Linked DNA regions of Mus musculus: all the other regions are linked to region 4. The links are chromatin contacts, called in public HiChIP or PLAC-seq and promoter capture Hi-C maps. All regions are on one chromosome and are shown on one strand. Each heading gives the region's core, a stretch centred on a gene start, on an enhancer-like site or on the middle of the called end of the contact. The rest is flanking DNA. Distances are from core to core; before and after follow the strand shown.

What was found. Promoter capture Hi-C pulls out the DNA fragments that hold promoters and counts their contacts. HiChIP or PLAC-seq counts read pairs in DNA pulled down with a chosen protein or histone mark.
Region 1: a contact with region 4 is called in a FOXA1 HiChIP or PLAC-seq map of pancreatic cancer cells. The contact joins the promoter of Armc10 here to the promoter of Gsap in region 4. A contact is called at or near these places in 15 of 39 promoter capture datasets (the 3T3-L1 cell line, 3T3-L1-derived adipocytes, the C10 cell line and 10 more), 1 of 484 Hi-C or Micro-C datasets (Th1 cells), 5 of 115 datasets of contacts at active chromatin or transcription factors (the NIH/3T3 cell line, astrocytes, bone marrow-derived macrophages and 2 more) and 3 of 9 other capture datasets (adipose tissue, embryonic stem cells and liver).
Region 2: a promoter capture Hi-C map of hematopoietic stem and progenitor cells shows a contact between it and region 4, with 2.1 times the contacts expected there. The contact joins the enhancer-like site here to the promoter of Gsap in region 4. A contact is called at or near these places in 3 of 39 promoter capture datasets (the C10 cell line, the HPC-7 cell line and hematopoietic stem and progenitor cells) and 1 of 115 datasets of contacts at active chromatin or transcription factors (microglia).
Region 3: a contact with region 4 is called in a promoter capture Hi-C map of liver, with 3 times the contacts expected there. The contact joins the enhancer-like site here to the promoter of Gsap in region 4. A contact is called at or near these places in 10 of 39 promoter capture datasets (the 3T3-L1 cell line, 3T3-L1-derived adipocytes, the C10 cell line and 5 more), 3 of 115 datasets of contacts at active chromatin or transcription factors (bone marrow-derived dendritic cells, embryonic stem cells and microglia) and 2 of 9 other capture datasets (liver and pancreatic islet).
Region 5: a contact with region 4 is called in a FOXA1 HiChIP or PLAC-seq map of pancreatic cancer cells. The contact joins the promoter of Lrrc17 here to the promoter of Gsap in region 4. A contact is called at or near these places in 2 of 39 promoter capture datasets (the 3T3-L1 cell line and stem cell-derived epiblast-like cells), 1 of 115 datasets of contacts at active chromatin or transcription factors (pancreatic cancer cells) and 1 of 9 other capture datasets (adipose tissue).

The regions. Positions count from the first base shown.
Region 1 is chr5:21,644,688-21,647,387 of GRCm38.p6, reverse strand. Armc10 (armadillo repeat containing 10) reads right to left here and starts at 1,382. Exons shown (of 6, transcript NM_026034.5): 1 at 1,153-1,382. The coding sequence starts at 1,285. It overlaps Fbxl13 (F-box and leucine-rich repeat protein 13), which reads left to right and starts at 1,783. Exons shown (of 21, transcript NM_001199632.1): 1 at 1,783-1,926. The coding sequence starts at 1,852.
Region 2 is chr5:20,859,399-20,862,098 of GRCm38.p6, reverse strand. The region is part of intron 1 of Phtf2 (putative homeodomain transcription factor 2); the gene reads left to right. Among named protein-coding and RNA genes, the nearest start is that of Phtf2, 21 kb to the left of the region's middle. Within about 2 kb of position 1,363, at least 9 of the 459 cell types and tissues checked have an H3K27ac peak or open chromatin away from gene starts, as enhancers often do. A contact at or near this core is called in the HPC-7 cell line and hematopoietic stem and progenitor cells, where this site is marked.
Region 3 is chr5:20,905,996-20,908,695 of GRCm38.p6, reverse strand. Rsbn1l (round spermatid basic protein 1-like) reads left to right here. Exons shown (of 8, transcript NM_001080977.1): 4 at 452-589. Among named protein-coding and RNA genes, the nearest start is that of Tmem60, 25 kb to the right of the region's middle. Within about 2 kb of position 1,430, at least 3 of the 459 cell types and tissues checked have an H3K27ac peak or open chromatin away from gene starts, as enhancers often do. A contact at or near this core is called in liver, where this site is marked.
Region 4 is chr5:21,184,868-21,187,567 of GRCm38.p6, reverse strand. It overlaps Gsap (gamma-secretase activating protein), which reads right to left and starts at 1,301. Exons shown (of 31, transcript NM_175437.3): 1 at 1,109-1,301. The coding sequence starts at 1,205.
Region 5 is chr5:21,542,086-21,544,785 of GRCm38.p6, reverse strand. It overlaps Lrrc17 (leucine rich repeat containing 17), which reads right to left and starts at 1,259. Exons shown (of 4, transcript NM_028977.1): 1 at 1,067-1,259. Fbxl13 (F-box and leucine-rich repeat protein 13) reads left to right here. Exons shown (of 21, transcript NM_001199632.1): 12 at 997-1,126.

The DNA of each region.
Region 1 (2,700 bases), core at 133-2,632, 460 kb before region 4:
AGATGGAGACAGGAGAATCAGAAGTTCAAATTTTCTGCTATGCAGTGAGTTCCAGGCCAGGGACACATCAGATCTTCTGCCTTAAAAAAGCAAAACAAAAGACCACCACCACCACCAACAACAACAACAACAAAAACCCACCAAAGTATTCTTGTATAGAAATATTTGACAGAGAGAAAAAACAAACAAAACCACAAAAAACCCACACACAAACAAGCACCCTACAAATCAGGCTTTGTAAGGGCAAATGCTCATTTTCAAAAACTGCTTTCCTCTGTGACCAAAGGGGAAGGTTCTGTGCACTCCCCTTTCTTACAGCATTTCCTGGAGGAAATGGAAGGCTGGAATATAAATCCATGGTTGTTCCTGGTCCCTTCTAGTAAGTGCAAATTTTGAAAAGTAAATGCTAGTTGTACAACCCAAAGATGTGTTTTCTACCTGCCTTTAAAGGTGCCTTATTTTTGTTCTAGGGAAGGGCAATTAGCTCCCACCAACCTCAGTTTAAAAACAAATATATTTCTCTACCTTTGAGGCAAGCAGGTATTGGTTGGCAGGTTTTATTTCAAATAGTTTTTCCAACAGTTTTCACGACTTAAGCCATCCTTTTAGAAGGGTGTGTCTCCTGTTGGTTGTGGTTCTTATTCCCAACACACACACCCCGGTTGCAGGGACGCTACGGATGACTTAAAGGTACTTCCCAGGACAGGTGCCACAAAGTGCTGGCAGAATTGCATCTCAGGGATCCATTCTTCACATAGCACGAGCAAAGTTTCAACCCAGGCTTGAGGCCCCTGAGAACCTTCTCACAGTAAGGGGCATCTCTTTGATAACAACACAAAAGCTCAGGTAAAACTTTAAAATGAGAGGCAATCTACTTGGCTCGGAGAAACCTCAGCTCTTGGCTGTGAAGCCGAAGGGAAGTAACAGGACACTTCGGGCAATGTTTTCAGCTCTTATTTTAAACAAAGAAGTGGGAGCAGGGAAGCGGCTCAGGACCCACCCAAGGCAACCTGGGCTTCCAGAGTCGTCTGTCTACCTCCAGCCTTTCTCCCCATGCAGTCGCGGGTGTCTAGGGCACCTCCAACCCAGCCTGGCCTGAGGTGGGTCCGGAGCCCCGAACCAGTCCACCTGCCGGGCAGCCCATCGCCTCACCTGCGGATCGCGAAGGGCGCAGTCGGCGACCGCCTCGCCGCGGTCCCCGAGTCAGCCGGTAGATACAGTAGCAGGCGCCGGCGCCCAGGACCAGCCCTGCTGCCACCCAGCCCACGTCCCGCGCGCCACCCATGCTGCTGCCTCGGAGCTGCAGGGAGCCGAGGAGCCAGGGCCACACGCAGGTGCAGCTGGGCCAGAACCAGCCCAGAGAAAGGAAATGGGGTTGGAGCTCCGCCTTCCGGAAGCCGCCCTGCTAAAATCGGAAGCCCTCCCACCCTGTGTGCTGCGGTTCCTTTCACCAGGCAGGCGGGATGCCCCTAGTGCAAGCAGCTTTTTCCTGGACCAAGACCGGGACTGCGGCGCGTTGAACACAGACCCTAGCTCCGCCCCAACACTCACTCTCCCGTCCAGCCCTCTCATTTTACCCGGCCCCGGCCTGTACTGTCCTGCCCCGCCCCTCCCCGCTCTGCCCCGCCTCTCTGCACTCGCCCCGCCCCTCTCTGCCCCGCCCCTCTGCAATCGCCCCGCCCCGCCCCAGTTGCCCCGCCCCCTCCCTGCTAGGTTCTTTCTTCATCTCGCGAAAGGCTTGGACTATTTGGCACCTCCTTTGTGGTTGCTAGGCAACGCTCCGGCGCGTCTCTCCTCCTCAACGTGAACAGCAGTAACCTATGAAACGCATTCTGAGTCCTGCTTCTGACCATGGCTTCACTACGCAGTGCCACCCCCAGGCTAAGGAGCTACTTCAGGGACAAGTACATTCCTCAAATCTGTGAGGTACTGCAGCCACATAGCCTCTCACACAGTGGGCGCGGGGAAAAACTGGGAGAGGCAAGGAGATTCCCGGAACTGGAGCTAAGAAGGAGCAGGATGGGGAAGCTTGAAGTCAATTTAGGGTAACTAGAGAGAGAAGGGTAGGTTAGAGAAGACCGAAGGGTGCCGGTGGCTAAAACCAAGCCCAGGTGGGGATGACAAAGGAAGGGGACGGGGGAAAGTGACAATCTGCAGGGGGCGCAAAGAGCACAGGGCCTGGGTTGGAATCTCCAAGTGTCAACTACTAAATTCTATTATGGAAGAGCGTCTTGAGCAAGAAGTGAGTGGTGAGCCACTTGAAGACAAAAGACTTGAGGGGTTCTGGGTGTAGGCTTCGCCCCGCCTCGTTGTTAGCAGGAGGGAAGAAGAGTCACCTGCCTCTACACACAGCTTCACAACACACCTTTTTAGAGATCGCCACCAAGCAAAACCTGAGGTCTTGGTTTCAACAAAGAAATGAATTTCGGGGCCAACTTGTATGAAGCAAAGCTGGCTTCATTAAACGCAGGAACAAAGGTGCTCCAGTAGAGAGAGTAGAACACACCTGGTCAGACAATTGCGGGCTTCTGAAGGGAGAGTCGACCTTAAGTGTTGTCTTCACAATGCTGACATCAGTATTTTTTCTTGTGACTTTCAAGGTTACATTTCTAAATGTTGCCAAGAAACTACTACCCCTTTTCTTTTTCTTTCTTAATTTCTTTATTCACTTACTTCCCGATTGCAGCCCACCCCTCTCCT
Region 2 (2,700 bases), core at 114-2,613, 330 kb after region 4:
TGCTGGGAATTGAGCCCAGGAACTCTGGAAGAGTAGTCAGTGCTCTTAACTGCGAGCCATCTCTTCAGTCTGGGTTTTAGTAATTTTTCATTGGACCTTTTAGGCTCCAGATTATTCTGTATTGGATGATTGAATGATACGTCAGCAAATCAGCCATATTTATTATATTTAAAAAATTTTTAATATTAAGAAAAGGTGTGCCTATGTGTTTCTGTGCACTGTGGGAGGTTTATGAGTTATTTTTTATTCTTGCCCTTAAATTCATTTTTGATGGTGCTTTGTTGTTAACTTCAAAATTTCTTTAAACCTTAGTGTTTAATATAGTCAAAAAGTAACAGCTGTGGTTCTCAACCTGTGGGTCGTGACACCTATGGAGGTTAAACAACTCTTGCACAGGACAGATGTCAGATATTCTGCATATCAGATATTTATATTATAATTCATAGCAGTAGAAAAATTTAGTTATGAAGTAGCAATGAAATACTTTTATGGTTGGGATAACCACAACATGAGGAACTGTATTCAAGGGTCGCAGCATCAGGAAGGTTGAGTCCACTAGGTTATAGGATGGTTACTTAAAGGCATTGGACTTTTCTTAACATTTAGAACTGGGGGTGGGGAGCATATGTAGCTAAGTACAGCAGAGTACATGCAGGACAGTATAGATGTAATTGAAACACAGAACAAAGACAGTTTCAAAGTATTGAGTGGAAGGATGAGGGGAAATGCATAGGAGGCCCCTTTGTAAAGAGGAAATAGGATTTTGGCAGAGGTAGAAAAGTGTGGTATGGTTGAAACAAGAGAAGATGAGAGGACTGAACAGCAGTGTTGGTTAATAGGTTAGAGCAGGGCAATAGAGGTTGGAATATAGTTCTAAGGTAGTTAGTTACGAGTTTTATTCTATGACCAGACAGGGGTGATAAAAGGTTATTAGGAAAGGTAGTAATAGTGAGGCCATAGGGCCTGAGGAGAAACTTTCTTTAAAACACATTCATCTAGTAGTTTGTACCCTGTTAAATTCCATATGTAAAATAGATTCAGCTAATATTTTTAGATATGTTAGTAAAATAATTTAGAGGAACTCGTACATAACTGAAGCTGCTGTCTTTTAGTCTTTTGTTATGTGGAACCTAGGGTTAGAGCTGGTGAAAAGCGTAGGTGCAGAGAACTCAGTAACTGAACAGTACCCGGGCCTTCCTGAAGTTTGAACTACAATTCTCCTGGTGCTTGTTCTTCTGCTCCATGTCCTCTGCTGCAGAGACATAGTAGGTGCCCAGTGAGATGCAAAGGAAGAACATGGCCTCTCTTCCCCAAGTGGCCTGTACGGCCTTGCTGTCTGCAAGTTATATGTCATACTTCCTCATTAATGTGGACAAAGAGACAGTAAGCACATGTTCCTTAGGAAGCCTTTGTTTTGGAGTTAAGATGGAGGATGGAGAGAAGCACTAAGCTTCCTCTGTGTGTGTATGTGGGGCGGGGGGTGGAGTGGGAGAGGGGAGTGTACTGAGACCCTGTGTCAAACAAATAAGAAAATAACACACACACACACACACAAAGACATTTTTGTAAGTCTTGAATCTGGGGTAACTCCTCTCCTCCATCTTTCCTGCTCTCTCTCTCTCTGTTTTCTTGAGAGGGTCTTGTTATGTAGCCAGGATAGCCTCAGAATCACTAAGTATCCCAGCTGGCCTCACACTCAGTTTCTACTTTCTTAAGCTTTCCAATTGCTTGAGTTATAGACAGCCATGTACAAGCTTGGCTTGAAGTTTTTGTTTTTGTTTTTAAATTCCAAATGGTAGAATTAAACACATGCCACTCAGGATTTTGAAGATTTCTTGTGTATAATAAAACATAGACTATAAGCAAACAAACAAACAAACAAAGAATAAAAGGAATAAAAGGCAGAAGCCGAGTGTCAGGTGAGATGGTGTGTTTTCTGAGCATAATGAGGGGCATGTTGGACTGTGAATTGGTTCAAGAATAATAAGAGAAATGCACGGTAATATATGACCATTCATAGAGTAATTCAAAGTAGTTAAAAATCGCTTTTTAAAACATGTAGATCTGTACAAAGAATCTTCCTCCTGGTCATTATTACAGTGAGAGCACCCTGCACCCACCATGACTTCTGTAGTCACCATCTCATTGTAGGCTAACCTTTGGCATCATAAATGTGAAAATGTAATAAAGAAAAATTCAGATATTTTGATAGAAACAGTGATTAATCCTATGTAACAAAGAGAATTAACTGATACTATCTATAGCAAAGTTAAAATGTCATGCCTACAGTTAACACTATAGTTTTAAAATCTTTTTTTTTTCCATTTTTTATTAGGTATTTAGCTCATTTACATTTCCAATGCTATACCAAAAGTCCCCCATACCCACCCACCCCTAGTTTTAAAATCTTATTCTTACTGTAATACCCATCCTTGTAGTTGATTGATCCAAAAAAGATTTAGTGGGCTAGAGAATGGCTTAGGTGGTGATGTCTTGCCACATAATTATGAGGTGCTGAGAACAGATTCCCAACACCCATGTTCATGCTGGGTGTGGGGGAGCATTCCTGACACTTCAGTGCTTTGGGGAGCAGAGACAGGAGGATTCCTAGAGCTGGTTAGCCAGTCAGCCTTGCTGAACTGGTGAGTTCCTGGTTCAGTGAGAGGCACTGTCTTAAAAATAAAGTGGTGATACAGAAAA
Region 3 (2,700 bases), core at 181-2,680, 280 kb after region 4:
AGCAATTTGTATTAAACAACAACTCTTCTGCTATTAGGAGATGGTGCAGTGACTTATTTATACAGTGTTGTCTCTTTAAACTCTCCTCTGTTTTTGTTTTTGTTTTTGAAGATAGGGTTTCTCTGTGTAACAGAGATTAAGATGTATGCCACCAGCCTGGCTCTCTTTGTCTCTTTTAATGAGTAGTTTACAGAGAAAGAAATGAAAATTAGCTGGCTTGATTAGTTAATATATATAAACATGTATTTATAAATATATTATTATAAGTAATATATTACAAATAATATATTAATATTTATAAATATATTTATAATCACTGTATTATTACAAGTTTCTTTTGTTTTTTCTTGCCTTGTATTATGTTCTAGTAGTTTGAAATGATATGATTCATTGTTACGCATCAGTAGCTAACACTTCATGTCTAACTTTTAATTAAATTCATGTCACTCAGGTAAAAAGAACATATTCTCATGGTACTTACAGAGCTGGCCCGATGCGACAGATCAGCTTGGTGGGAGCAGTTGATGAAGAAGTGGGCGATTACTTCCCCGAGTTCCTTGACATGTTAGAGGCGTCACCATTTTTAAAAGTAAGAGAAGGTCTTGGCATTCTAAAGTGTGGTGGGTATTGCTTTCGGTTATAGCTGATGCCAATGGATGGCTGTTTGTTTAGAACTATCGTGATCTTTGTTTTGTTTTGAGACAGGGTTTCCTGCACTCACGGTTATCCTGGAATTCACTCTGTAGACCAAGCTGGTCTCCAAATCACAGAACTCTGCCTGCCCCTGCCTCTCTCCTGAGTGCTGAGATTAAAGGTCTGCACCATCATGCTCAACATAATTAGAAAAAAGTTTATTTAAATCAGGGGAAAGGAAGGAAACAGTGATCTTGTGTTACGTATATACGTAACTTCTCACTCTTAACTGTAATGGCCAAGTTAAATGTTACACCAGCAAATGCCCTTGCCTGTTACTGCCCTGTGTGTCTTGTAGACCAAGAAGTGTAGGAAGGATGCCTGTTAAACACTTTGAGCACAAAGGGGGTGGGGGGTGGCTGACACTGTGGGAAACTGGCCGAGGTAGGGACTTGTACAGTTGTATAAAACATCGAGTTCACGCCCCATCATAGTCTATAAAAGTTCTAATCAAGGCCCATTTGATATTTCTTTAAAAATGTATTCATTATTGTTAGTCTATGTGGGGTAGGGCACATATGTGCATGTGGCAGTCAGCAGACAACTTGGTGGAATCCCTTTTTTCTTTCCTTTCTTTTTTCTATGGAGTCTCATCTCTCCTTCTTTATTTGCATGAGTTGTGGGCACAGATCTCTAGTTTTGTGTGCCCAGCTCTTACCTGCTGTGCTGCTGCACTCTTACTATGGGTTACCTGGGGTAGCCCATTGAGAGAGAAATCTCTGACCTGGGCAGGTAAGTTTTTAATAGTCAGTAATTCTGAGGTCGTGAACTCTCCCTGAAATGTAGGCCCTAGTCCACAGCGGAGTGTGAGACTAGTCTAAAACTTACCACATAGGCATCTTCTGTTTTCACTATATTGTTTTTTTCTCCTTTATAGCTTTTAAACGTTGTTCCTTTTTCTTCCAGCTAGTCATATCAAGGTACATTGATTGTAATCATTAAGTGGTATTTTATAGAATGGCTGCTTCAAATCTTATTTTAAGCATTCTTTCTAGAGAAATAAGTTCTTTCAAAAGGTGATTAAACAACACCATCATTCCATCATAGTGAACTTGTGATCTTCCATTCTCCTTCACGTTTAAATTTCAACTTAGTTTCTGCTTTAAGACCAGTAACCTTTTCAAGAAACTACTGCCAGGTGCTGGCGGCACACACCTTTAATCCCAGCACTCAGGAGACAGAGGCAGTTAGTTGGATCTCTGAGTTGGAGGCCATCCTAGTTTACAGAGCAAATTCCAGGACAGTCAGGGCTACAGAGAAACCAAAAACAAAAAAGAAACTACTAAGCAAATATAAGCATATATATATTTGATGTTGTATTTGATTATGACTTATTAAGGAAACACTTAGTTTTTTTTTTTTTTTTTTTTAAAGATTTATTTATTTATTTATTATATGTAAGTACACTGTAGTTGTCTTCAGATACACCAGAAGAGGGCATCAGATCTCATTACGGGTGGTTGTGAGCCACCATGTGGTTGCTGGGATTTGAACATCGGCCCTTCGGAAGAGCAGTCGGGTGCTCTTACCCACTGAGCCATCTCACCAGCCCAACACTTAGTTTTTTTAAACTCAAATTTGTTTTCAAGGTTGTTGTGGAGACCGCATGCTTATTTGGCAGCTTATTAGATTTCTGTTGCCTGTGTTAGAAAGAAGAGTGACTACTGATAAGCATGGGCCCTCACCTCTAGGAGGGTGGCCCACGAGATCTTCTGAGCTGAACTGAAGCAGAATACGTGACAATAGGGATGTGTTAATACAGGATGTATTTCAGATGCTTAACTTGTATATGAATTTGTGTGTAAGGGGGGGGACAGTTTTTCTCTTCCTCCAGTCTCATTTTAGCTTTTTATTTATTAGGACATTGTAAGGATTCTTACAGGGAGAATTAGTATTTTTTAAAAATTATCAATTTGTTTCATCTGTTGGCTTTCAGGTCGAGTTTTAATTTTTCCTTTTGAGATTATAATATAATTACATTATTTTTCCTATCCCTACCCATATATC
Region 4 (2,700 bases), core at 52-2,551:
ATGGTTTCCTTTTAAATTACTATTTAGAGATGTTAAAGTATTTATGTTACTGTTTTGATTTTTTGTGAATATTTTCTCATTTTGTTTCAGGAGAAACCATACTCCCAAAGTTCAACACAGCACCAAGAGTAGGCACAATAATGAAACCTGGCCTCTTCCCCCTCAAGCTGTTGTTGACTCCATTTCCATCCTACAGCCACCTGTAGGGGAGGGGAGGGGAGGGGAGGGGAGGGGAGGGGAGAGGAGAGAAAAAAGAAAAGAAAAGAAAAGAAAAGAAAAGAAAAGAAAAGAAAAGAAAAGAAAAGAAAAGAAAAGAAAAACATATCTTAAATTACAGATGCTCTTCTTTTAAGTGAATCAATTCTGGGAACACACAAAAGTCATTTTCCACTTCCTCACCAGAAGAGCCTCAAGCATCAGAAACAAGTTCCAACTGACCTGGGAAGGCAGGAAGCTGAATATCCCTGCCTTGGTACTGCTTGCCGTGCAGGGGTGAGGTGAGGTGGGGTGGGGTGGGTTTAGGGGAGTGCTTGATGGCTCTTGAGCAAGCTGCTGCTTTGTCTTTAGAACCCGTGAACCCTCAGTTCCCTGCGTGCAGCCTGAAAGAGCACCCTACCCTCTCTACTCACATCTGATGGGAAATTCCCCCTAAGCCATCAGAGATACAGATTGTTCCACAGATACACAGAAAACGTCTTATTAACAAAAAGAAGAGAAAAGAAAAGAAAAAAGGTTAAACCACTGAACTCTCCTTTTTAAAAACATATTGACGCTAAGAATGGTCAGCATCCTCGCTGGGGCAAGCAATGTAATTGCTAAGATACTTAAATGGTCCTTTTTTGACCATCACGATTCATGCTGGTTAAGTCACCCTATACTTTGTCCTGATCCTAGCTGAGCCCAGGAGGCAAGCGAGAGGGAACCATCCCGCTACGCCACCTCCACCCCACCCTCCCCTCTCTGTGGTGACACATTGGGTACCACTCATTGCACAGGCTTGGGCAGCCCCAAGATGTGCCCGCAGGGACGGTGCCCCCTCAACCCAGAGCCTCTATGGGACTTCGGGTGACCAGCCCCGGCCGCCCCCTCCAGGACCCGCGTCCAGCACCTGCTCTGTCTCCTTCGTCCGTTGTCGCCGCCTGTGTGAGCAGACTCGGGAGCACGTCCTCCAGCACATCGAAGTGAGTGACCAGCCGCAGAGCCATGGCTCCCAAGCAGCAGCGGCGGGCATTCCGGGCGGGCTTACACCTCTCAGCCTACAACCACCTCTCCTTCCTCCCCGCCTCCCCAGGCTGCTTTCGGTTCAGGGTTCTGGGCGGTCCAGCCCCGAGGATCCCGAGCACCGCCCCTTCCAGGCCTACGCCGGGGAGCACTTCTCCCTACCCCAGAGACAACGCCTCCCCTGCCGCTGGCGCTGGCAGGGAACTGTGGCAGGGCCCGAAGGGGTGACAAAGCCAGCAGCTTCCAGACTGGACTTGGGGACAGCCGTGCGAAGCGGAGGGCAGGTTTTCTTTAGTCCCAGGTCATTCCCCCACGCAGCCACTTAGCTAGGGCCAGGTCACCTGAGGAGACTCGAGGTTACACAAAGGCAGCTGGCATACGGGCCAATTCTCCTTAGCTCTGCTGCACAGGGTGATGTTTCAGCTATAGTGTTTAGGTAATAAACAGCAGCAGGGAGTGGGTAAACTACAGGGTGCTGTTAAATGACACTAAGGACGGTTAGCTTAGCACAGTCTGGGTTCTCTTTACCTTTCAGTCATGCTTGAGGAAGCTGGCTTGTCCGCAAGTGGCCTCCCACGAGGTTTGTCTATAGGCACGTTCATTCTTCTTGGGTTCCTTCCCAAGTCCATCTATTCCACTATAAGTACGCCTGGTGTTTTCGTTCTATCACTCTGGCTTACTCTGCTTGAGGAGTGCTCAATAAACTTGGCCCTGTGAGATGCCATCCGTTCTGTACAGCAACAGCAGGTAATTACTGTTGCTAAAACTGAAATAGCCTTAGCCGACATAATGTCTCATGCCTATCAGCTTTGCACTTAGGAGACTAGCTTGGAGGTCATGGCCAGCTTGGGCTAGAGAATGAGTCCTGATCTCAAAAACAAACACTCAGCCAGCTCCATATCTCAAAGCAGAACACTGCCTAGTCTTTACCCAGTGCTGGTGCCTGGTAACTAGAACTTGAACTCCCAACTAATCTGGCTATTCATACGGATTCTGGTTATTCATACCTTCCTTCTGTTCAGTGGTTCTGAACCTTCCTAATGCTGCCACCGTTTAATACACCTCATGTTTAATACACCTCATGTTTAATACACCTCATGTTTAATACACCTCATGCTTAATACACCTCATGTTTAATACACCTCATGTTTAATACACCTCATGTTTAATACACCTCATGTTTAATACACCTCATGTTTAATACACCTCATGTTGTAACCAAACAAAAATGTTTTTCACTGTTACTTCCTAATTGTAATTTTGCTACTGTTATGAATCATAATGTAAATATGTGTTTTCTGAAGGTCTTAGATAACCCCCATGAAAGAGAATACCTACCCCTTTCGAGACTCACTGGTTGAGAACCACTAACCTAGAACAATCTCCAGTTGCTCCCAGACCTGGTTCCACACAACCTCTACAGCACAGCCCACAGTGACCTTCTTAACCCAAGAGTGGCATTGCTAATGGACTTCATTT
Region 5 (2,700 bases), core at 10-2,509, 360 kb before region 4:
CTAGAGTACTCGATGGCCGCTAAGCTGTTGCAGACTCCAGACTAAGAGCGTATTGGTAGTTATTGCACAAGGAGGCAGCAAGAATCCTTACATTTTTAAAGAATGCCATGCTGAGGAGGGCTTAGAAGCTTGTCCACAGAGTGTCCTGAAAATGCCAGCCCTTACGTGGTGGAACAGACACATCCTAAACCAACCCATGCCCGCCCGGTCCCCTTTCTTCTGGAAGCTCTCATTTTGGTCATTGTGGTAATGGCATCTTTCCTGTTCCAACTCCAGTGAGATTGACAGCCTCCTGTGTAATTTTTATTTGTCTCAAGTGTTGCCCACTTAGCTACTCGATGTTCTTAGCCTATGTTTAACTCCTGAGTACATATCAGTCTGAACCGTTATTTTTAATTATCCTAAGGACATCATTACTCACAAAGCCATGCACGTTGAAATCTCTGGCTTTTAAATCATTTTTTTAATCAGACCCATTTTTTATTTGTCTCAAGTGTTGCCCACTTAGCTTGCTGCGTAAGGTTTTGTCTTCTTTCTGCCCTGATTCCTCACCATGATGGAACAGCTACTTTCCATAAAATGCTTATGAAATGTTTATCTTTCTCAACAGTTCATGTAGTAGTTTGGCAAAGGTAAGAGCTAAAAACTAGAGAGTAAACTCTAACTTGGGTTTCAGCAACAGACTTTCAAATAATATGCATGCAAGACTCCACCCACCCTCCAGCCAAGAAAAGTGTTACCCCATCAAGTTTCATGGAATCCTCCCAGATAGCCTTTCTTTCCCTTTGACATGCAGCCATGCATTATCTTCTCTATCACTGACACCCCCTTCACGTAACAGCAAGAGAGACTGCAGCTGTAAAACTGCCGAACATCTGCAAGCAGAGTGCACGATGAATACAGCTTTCGGTCTCTTTGTCATAGTGGCTCAAGAAAGACTTGAGAAAAGCTAAGTATTTGACTCTCCTTCCTCCCCTCTCTGCCCCATCGCCCCAGGTACTTCCACAACTTACAGAACCTCAGTCTGGCTTACTGCCGAAAGTTCACCGACAAAGGCTTACAGTACCTGAACTTGGGGAACGGATGCCACAAGCTCATCTATCTGGACCTTTCCGGCTGCACCCAGGTTTGCCTCCCAGTCTCAGTCTTCTCTGTCCTGCAGCAGGCGAGGACGTCCTCCCGAGAGCCAGCTGCATCCAGCCCTCATGTTGCACTAATGCTGTGCGTGGAGCACAGAACACTCTGCTGAGGTTTTAAATTACATGGCCACAGCTGCTTCAATTTTCTCCAGGATTGCTACTATAGGCGCCTGGCTTCTGTCCACAGGCGCGTCACATCAACAAACAGGCAGAGCTCATTGGATGATGAAACGGACCACTTCTGAGAACAGTTTGAGGGCAGAGTCCAAATCTCCAAAACTTTATAGAGCCACTAAGATACAAACAAATGGGGTGGGATACACAGGATTCCTGACAAGGCAGTTAGGTCCCCCGTGGGCTTTTCTCTGGGTAAAATGCTACAAGCAATAAATGTGAGAAATAGAAGTCCCACATAAAGGACCGTAAATGTTTAAAACTGCATTACATACATATCCTAAATATTACAAAGATGTGAGATTCGGGTGGGAAACTGTTTGAAGATGAAGGGACAGGGATTGGGGAAGTTGGGCAGGCAGTCATGTGAAATATATGGCATTCAGATGCACTCGCTACTTCTTCCACAGTTCCTTCTGCTATCTATAGTTTCCATAGACTTAAGCTATCCTTCCTGTGACCAATTTTCTCCCATTTCTTCGTGTCTCAATATTGATGTCTTCAGTAGTATACTATGTTCTTCATAATGCCACACAGGTGAGAGCTGGTTAAAATAAATGTCTAACCACAACCAGCTAGCTGTAGTTGCCAATGATTGAGCTGTTTTTGTGTTAGGTGAGACATCACTCTTTATACAGTGGATTCCTTGTGAGGGTTTTGTGCCCATTTACCAAAGTTCCAAGTGGTAGAATAAACCGGCCAGTTTTGCCTAGAAGCCTATGGTGTAGGTCACATGATAAGCACCTGGAGGCGGACACCACGGGGCAAGGAATTCTTATGCAGCTGCACTGTTCCCTGAACATGACTTCCTAGTGTTCTAGGTATGAGAGGTGAGAAGAGAAGACTTGTCTAAGGTTGAAATAAATGTACAGAATGGATACTTCCGTGAACTAGCGTGCAGACGTGCATTAGTACCAACCAGGACTTAAGTTGGAAGTACCCTTGTTTTCCTCATTGTGGCTGGATTTCTGATAGCTTTTTGACCTTGGCCATCTGATGTCTCTAAAGTACTTATTAAGAAAACCTGGGACTGTAGGAATTGTACATTCTTTCTCTGCTTTCCGTTGAGAGCAGCTGCTTTAAAAAGCTTTGTTATGGTTTTACAGCCTAGGAATGTCTTTCTCCCAGATCTGGGAGCTGTCCCTTTGACACAATCTCATCAAAGAGGATAGTGTCTCATCTGTGGGAGGGTAGAACACTACCTCAGATGAGACCCTAGGAAACACAGACCCCCCCTACCACAGAGAAAAGTGTTTCTAAGTACAGAGAGAAATTTGTGTGCTCAAAAAATTCCTCCAGCCAAACTTGCTAACTGTAAGTGTTTTAGCACTTTCCCTGCATCTCACCTTAAACAGTCTCCCACAGTAGGCCTTATGTTGTGTACATG